2 separate regions of the Hordeum vulgare genome follow, and region 2 is linked to region 1. A link is a contact called in public Hi-C data. All regions are on one chromosome and are shown on one strand. The core of a region is the stretch at or near the end of the contact, and the rest is flanking DNA. Distances in the headings are between cores, read along the strand shown. Region 1 holds the start of LOC123399416 (protein EMSY-LIKE 3-like). Region 2 holds the start of LOC123398468.

Region 1 (3,327 bases), core at 58-2,557:
ATAATTTGCGGAATACAGGGTCAACCGACTGACAAGCCAACTATGACGAATTCACAATTTGGCAAGAGGTTCGAGAAGCTCACAACTGCAAAGGGGCGACTGGATTTTTATTTATCAAGTAATCAATCTGCGGTACCAAGGGTTTGGCAAAAGGGACTACTTTATGCTCGTATTCTCCAGGACCATGCAAATGTACACATTGTTTGGCAAATTTAACAAATTTAAATTATCTATCGGCTCAGCTTTGCTAGAAAGCAGAGAGACATAATTTATACTTGGTGGGTATTCCAATTATTTGGGAATAACGTATGCCAATCTTCTCCAGATATTTTCCTACAGGAATCTAACAAGCCATGCGAAAGAATGAAACCTTTCCGCCCGTCCAAGTTTACTCGGTCTAAAGTGAAAATAACATGTTGATTCAGGGCTGGGGATCAATAATCAAATGCACATTTTGACTGCAAGTCATGATAACACAAAAGCAACTCAAAGGTCATAAAAGACGCTGTTAACAATTTGTGGAATACGGCGTCAAGCGACTGCCACGCCAACCATGACGAATTCACAAATTGGCAAGAGGTTCCAGAAGCCAACAACTGCTTAGGGAAGACTGGAGCCTTATTTATCAAGTAATCTCAATCTGCAGTACCAAGGGTTTAGCAAAAGGAACTACTTTATGCTCCTGCCTCTTCAGGGCCGTGCAAATGTACACGTTGTTCGATAAATTCATCAGATTTTCAGCTATCTTATGCGCTCAGCTTTGCTAGAAAGCAAGAGGAACAATTTATACTTGTCTACTCTCATAATTAGGTAATATTTCGTACGCATAAATTATGCCAATCTCCTCCAGGTGTTTTTCCTCCAGGAATCCAACAAGCTACGTGAAATAATTGAGCTTTTTCCGCCCGGCCAAGCTCACGCGGCCAAAAGAAAGAACACGTCGATTCGAGGCGACTCACCGCTGCTATCATAGGGGCGGTACCCCATGGGATTCATGGACCCGCGTGGCGCGCCGAGAACGGAGGAACCCTAGGAATCAGCCGAGTTCCTCCCCCCAGATCCGGACCGAGCGCGAACGAGTCCGAGGGTATACGGAGCGGCCCGGGGCCGCGGTCGAGGCGTGCCTGGCGAGCGCCGGAGGCCGATCTGGGGAGGTTTTGCGGCGTGGAATCGGATGAGGATTTGGGGGCGGGCGACCGGGGGGCGGGCGGCAGGTAGGGTTCAAGGGGATCGGGAAATTTAGGAAGTGGACTTTTCGATTTGCCCCCTGGAAAAAGGTCGGTTTCGCTGCGCGTGAAGAGTCTTGCACCGGGGCTGGTAGTTTTCGGGGGGCTTTATGGTAATGGCGCGTCCTACGTGGCGTTCTGGTGGCCGTGTGTTTCTTCGTCGGGCCGCACGTGGGCGGCGCGGCCGTACGCGAGTCCTGTTTGCGCACGCACTGGTGCAGTGCAACCGGACTCCGGCCGGCGAGCGGTACTATCATATTTACAGGTATATTTTTATCGGTCATAATTGATTTTTGGCCGGAAACAAAACCGAACGGTGGAGGCGTGTATATTTTACAAGTGTATTAGAAAGAAACACGCTAATTCAAACAAGGCATAAGAGTACGTGTGTGTTTCAGCCATGTACGAAAAAAATGCAGAATTAATCGAATGCCCAACCGTAGCCACAACCTGACTCTTTGATATGCATCTTACTTACGTGGTAAACGCTAAACAGTATTTGGCAATGATGGCGATGTTGTATACATTCAACTTTAAAAGTATGTGTTTGTTTCAGCCATGTACTCTTTGATATGCATCTTACTTACGCGGTAAACAGTACTACTGGCGTAAGGTGTGTGTGCCTCTTCACCTCAACTGTATCGCGTACGGGACCTTGAGCGTGGAGGTATTGCACTTCGGGTGCATTGGCTTTAGCTGCAAAACGCCGACCCTTCTCTAGAGGTTTGGAACAGTGTCATGGCCGCTTGAAGGCTTACTACTTCCATCCCGATGGTTGCTGACAGGTTCATGGACTGATGGAACTCTGCCACGACTGCCTCTCCTACGTCGTTGCGCAAAGGCGTGGCCTCCCTCGGCATCCTCGTGAACTCGTGTGTGTTTGACAACGCTCGATCCTCCGTCGTACACCTGGTCTAGACAATCCTAGACGAAGTTAGACTTTCGGCCCTGGCTGGCGCGAGAGGGATGGCGACAATATCCCCATATGATCCGCCCTAGACGTCTAGTTTTCCTCTCGAGGCTGAGCAACCTCATTCTCTCTACTGCTCGCATGTAGATACATCCTCGCCCCTCTAGTGTACGAATCTTGTATCTATCACTATGTGCCCGCTGCTTTTCTACCTATTAATGAAATGATACCTTGCTTGTGTATTCCCGAAAAAAGTATTAACAGTAAGTGGAGGTAAATAGTGTATGAGATGATTTGAGTCGCCGAGTGATAGTAATAGGCGATGGAGCAAGCTCGGTTGTCGAATAACTGAAGCAATACATGCAAGTGTTCTTCCTTTAACCCAATATAATTCAATAGTTCGCTAGGTTTAGTATATGGTCTCGCATATATAGCCATCCTATTGACAAACGACATGCCCTCGCGGTTGTACCGGCAGAGCGTCATATGCTTCAATAGAGTGACAAAAGAACTTCGGAAATGTATACTCCATGAAGCGAGCATCTTCACGGGTTGCATCAGCAAGTGACAAGTTCGCCCATTGAACAAGTCACTAGAGAACATGCATGTGTTTGTCATGGTATTTGCCTCACTTCTAACACCAGAGTTGGAGCGTTTTTTAGAGTGCCATTAGGACTAACAACCAGCATATTAGGGTTTGGTATAGCATGGAGATTACTGTGTTATTTAAGTTGTATCACTTGGAATACTGGGTGAATCTTGACATGTTTATGAAAGTTAAGTTTGTAAATATATGGTGTTCCCCATTTTTTGAACTATCTGTAAAGTTCCATAATACTTGTGTTGAAGTCCCAATTCTCCTCAAAATCCAAAGGCAACCAACCAGAACAATGTGATGAATTGAAACTTTAGCACGCGTATGTTCCCATTTAGCTCTCTCACATGTAGCCCAGTACAACCTTTGTCTGGAATTAACTATCGCTACAATGAGTGTATCTAGAAGCATTTCAATGTGTGCATACAACTATTTTAGCGACAGTTATTTCTGAACGGAGGGAGTAGTACAATGAGTTATGTTAATCATCTTCTTATCACCAATCTGGTAAAATATGTTTTTCACTCTATGATAGGTAGCCCTAATACTAAAGTGGTCACCAATTGGAGAGGAATGAAATGCAACAATTGGCTTAT
Region 2 (2,992 bases), core at 399-2,898, 320 kb before region 1:
GCACTAGGCCACCAGCCAACGATATATGCCTCTCCTGTTGATTCACTGCTGAAGTTTTTTCCTCTTTGTGGGAAATTGACTACTAAAGTTGAATGCACCCTTGTTTTCCTACATGTTTTTCACTGGTGTTGCTAATGTTGTCATGTATCAGCATGTTGTGCTTGTGTCTATGGATTCCGATCTGGCCAGCAACTCATAGAAATACTGAATAGTATTTGTAGAATGCAAGCATATGTTGGGCTGTTGTGGTGTCAGAAAGATGTGGTGGTGTCTTGTCATATTCTGAGCACTATCCGGTTAATTGATTAAAAAGCCATGGCTTATGTGGTCAGTATACACGATTTTAGAGTATCTTGTGCATCTTAAAAAAAATTACGGATGTCCAACATTGCACAAAAAATGTCCAGGGAGAATGCGAATTCATTAATAGTTATCTTTCTGACTGCAACAAGGTTTCTAATAGAGAAACTGTTGTGCTTTATTATTTATGCTGTCTAGTTCATTTTGAATGATTTTTGGCTTGATATTAGGGTAGTGAGCCCTGTCACGGTGATTATATTTTGTCATATTAGGAGCAAGATGAGTTAAGTGCACATTTGTTCTCTCAGACATTTATTTGAACTGTGTTAGAACCAGACATAAACAGGACCTTCTTATAATCTTTAAACAGAATTTTCGACAGACGAAAAGTGAAGAGTTCCTGATCGATAACTGTAAACGTATCCATTCCTTCCCAAATGAAACGATAACACCAGCAGCGTCTTCTCATCATTGCTTGATTGACAGACTACTCATCTTTGACAGGCTGAGATCGCTCGGCAAGAGGCGAGGCTGAAGATGGAGAAGGAGAACCTGGAGAAGGAAAAAAGCGTCCTCATGGGAACCGCCTCCAACCAAGACAACCAGGACGGAGCCCTCGAGATCACCGTGAGCGGCGAGAAGTACAGGTGCCTTCGTTTCTCCAAGGCGAAGAAGTGACGGACGAACGAGGCGCCGTGGAGACAGCCGTGTACTGAACTAGGGGTAGATCTGTGTACCAAATCAGCAACGTTGGGCTTGATTCCGATTCAAATTGAATTCTTTCTGTACAGGGAATTCTGAAATGGGGGTAATAAAATGCATAGCTAGCCAAAGATTTTCGTTATGTGCCTTATGGATGGTGTGCAAGTGCAACTGCTGCAAATGTGACTGAGCTGATGGAAGAAGCTCGCCTGTCAGTTGTCATTGTCTTGTCTGGTACCACCATACCAGGCCCAGATATGCTATGCTAGCAAGTCGTTAACCACTAGACCAGCTCAGTGCTGGCGGTACGAATGTTCCAGTATTAATTCTCCAATATTTCTCCTTGCTTTCTTCTATGCCATCCCTCAGAAAAAAAAAATCTTCTAGGCCAGCATTGGCATATCAGGTTGTGTCGGTGTTCCAGCTAATTGGGCGCTAAGAAACTGTCAGCGGCCATGACAGCCTCCTGATATTCCTGCCAACTTATATAGTAGTATCATCTTAATAATGAATTAACTATAAGCTCCCCGTTCTTAACAGCTACGGAAACTGGCAAATCTTCTGGGCTACTCCTGGAAATTTGCTTGCAAACAAAGCGTAGTGCAGCACATTGCTCGGTTTAGTCCACCGAATGTGACCAACAGCCTGTGTTCCACAGCACTTTATGCCACTTTGTTTATTTATACAAAGTTACAAACGCACACGCGTCTTGAGATAGTAGTACCAAAAAAATCCAGCTTGGGGAACAGCCGTTTGTTTACTGTTTAGCCTTGGAGCGCCATCAACGGCTGGCCCATTTGGCAGCTGGGCAGGGGAGCGGAGAAACGGTCGTCGTCCTCCGGGCCCCGCGGCCCAGCTCGGCCGAACGCGCCATGGAAACGCTCTCGAACGACACCCCCCCGACGGAAACGCGCGTCCGTCCTCCTCCTCCGTCACCATTGGCGCCACGCCTATAAAACCGCCCGCGACCGCGAGTCCAACCTACCTACAGCGTTGCCGCCACCGCGTACTGTCATCCGTCGCACGAGCCGCGGAGAGGAAGGCTTCCTGTCGGTCGGTCGGTTGTGAGCTTGTGATGGGCGCCACGTCGTACGAGAGGCTGTCGAGCCCCGCCGCCGGGAGCGGGCGCCGCGGCGGCGGAGGGGGGGCGTGGGCGGCGCTGATGCGCGGGCTGGCGCGGCTGTGCGCCGCGCGGCGCGGGCGGTGGGCGCCGGCGAGGGGCATGCTGGTGCGGGCGCGGGGGAGGACTAGGAGCTGGCGCGGCAGGAGGGTGGCGGCCGGGTGCGGGTACGACTCCGAGGGCTACGCGCGCAACTTCGACGACGGGCTGTGGAAGGCGGAGGAGGGCGCGCCGTGGAGAGCCGCCGGGCCGGCCATCGGCGCCTGCAGGCTCGCGCGCGCCGCCGTGTCCTCCGTCCAGTGATTCATTCTTTCGGCGTTCTTGTGATCGCCCTGTTCGTTGTGAGGTAGCCATTGGTTGGTTTTTTTTCAGGATTTGATTGTCGTATAGTTGGATTAGTTGTAGGACAGTTTTGTCTGTATAGTTTGTAAAATCAGGCACACAGAAATAAATAAGTCTCGGTGTACATGGCCAAGTTTCAAGTTTTTTGAGTTCGTTTGGAATAGTGGTATACAGGAGAAAAAAATGATAGACATAACGAATGTTTGGCGCAGATTATGATATGGCACGAACAGTAAGCTGTCTCAAAACCTGTCAATAAAAAAATTGAAAGTTAGAAAATATACCAACTCATTACCTCCTTACAGAATAGACTCGAATAGCACTATTTCTATGATCAATGGTTTAGAAAAAACTAGTTGCGGTTTATTTTTTGCGAGTGTGAGAAAAAAAGAATAGTATGAAAGATAATGATGTAGAGTCAAAACAACCTGACAACGATGAAGAACATAGAGATGAACTAATCCTTTTATCTTCTTTATTTAAACCCAAACTCAAGCATACTTGTTTGGTGGTTTCAGTGTCAAGCCA

The links. Hi-C and Micro-C count contacts between places; a contact is called where the count stands out from the background.
Region 2: a contact with region 1 is called in a Hi-C map of seedling, with 6 times the contacts expected there. The contact joins the promoter of LOC123398468 here to the promoter of LOC123399416 in region 1. A contact is called at or near these places in 4 of 6 Hi-C or Micro-C datasets (leaf and seedling) and 1 of 1 datasets of contacts at active chromatin or transcription factors (embryo).

Annotation. Positions count from the first base shown.
Region 1 is chr5H:478,907,210-478,910,536 of MorexV3_pseudomolecules_assembly, reverse strand. It overlaps LOC123399416 (protein EMSY-LIKE 3-like), which reads right to left and starts at 1,307. Exons shown (of 10, transcript XM_045093828.1): 1 at 960-1,307. The coding sequence starts at 996.
Region 2 is chr5H:479,226,885-479,229,876 of MorexV3_pseudomolecules_assembly, reverse strand. It overlaps LOC123398468, which reads left to right and starts at 1,648. Exons shown (of 1, transcript XM_045092936.1): 1 at 1,648-2,607. The coding sequence starts at 2,078. The coding sequence ends at 2,425. It overlaps LOC123399433, which reads left to right. Exons shown (of 2, transcript XM_045093841.1): 2 at 805-1,144. The coding sequence ends at 978.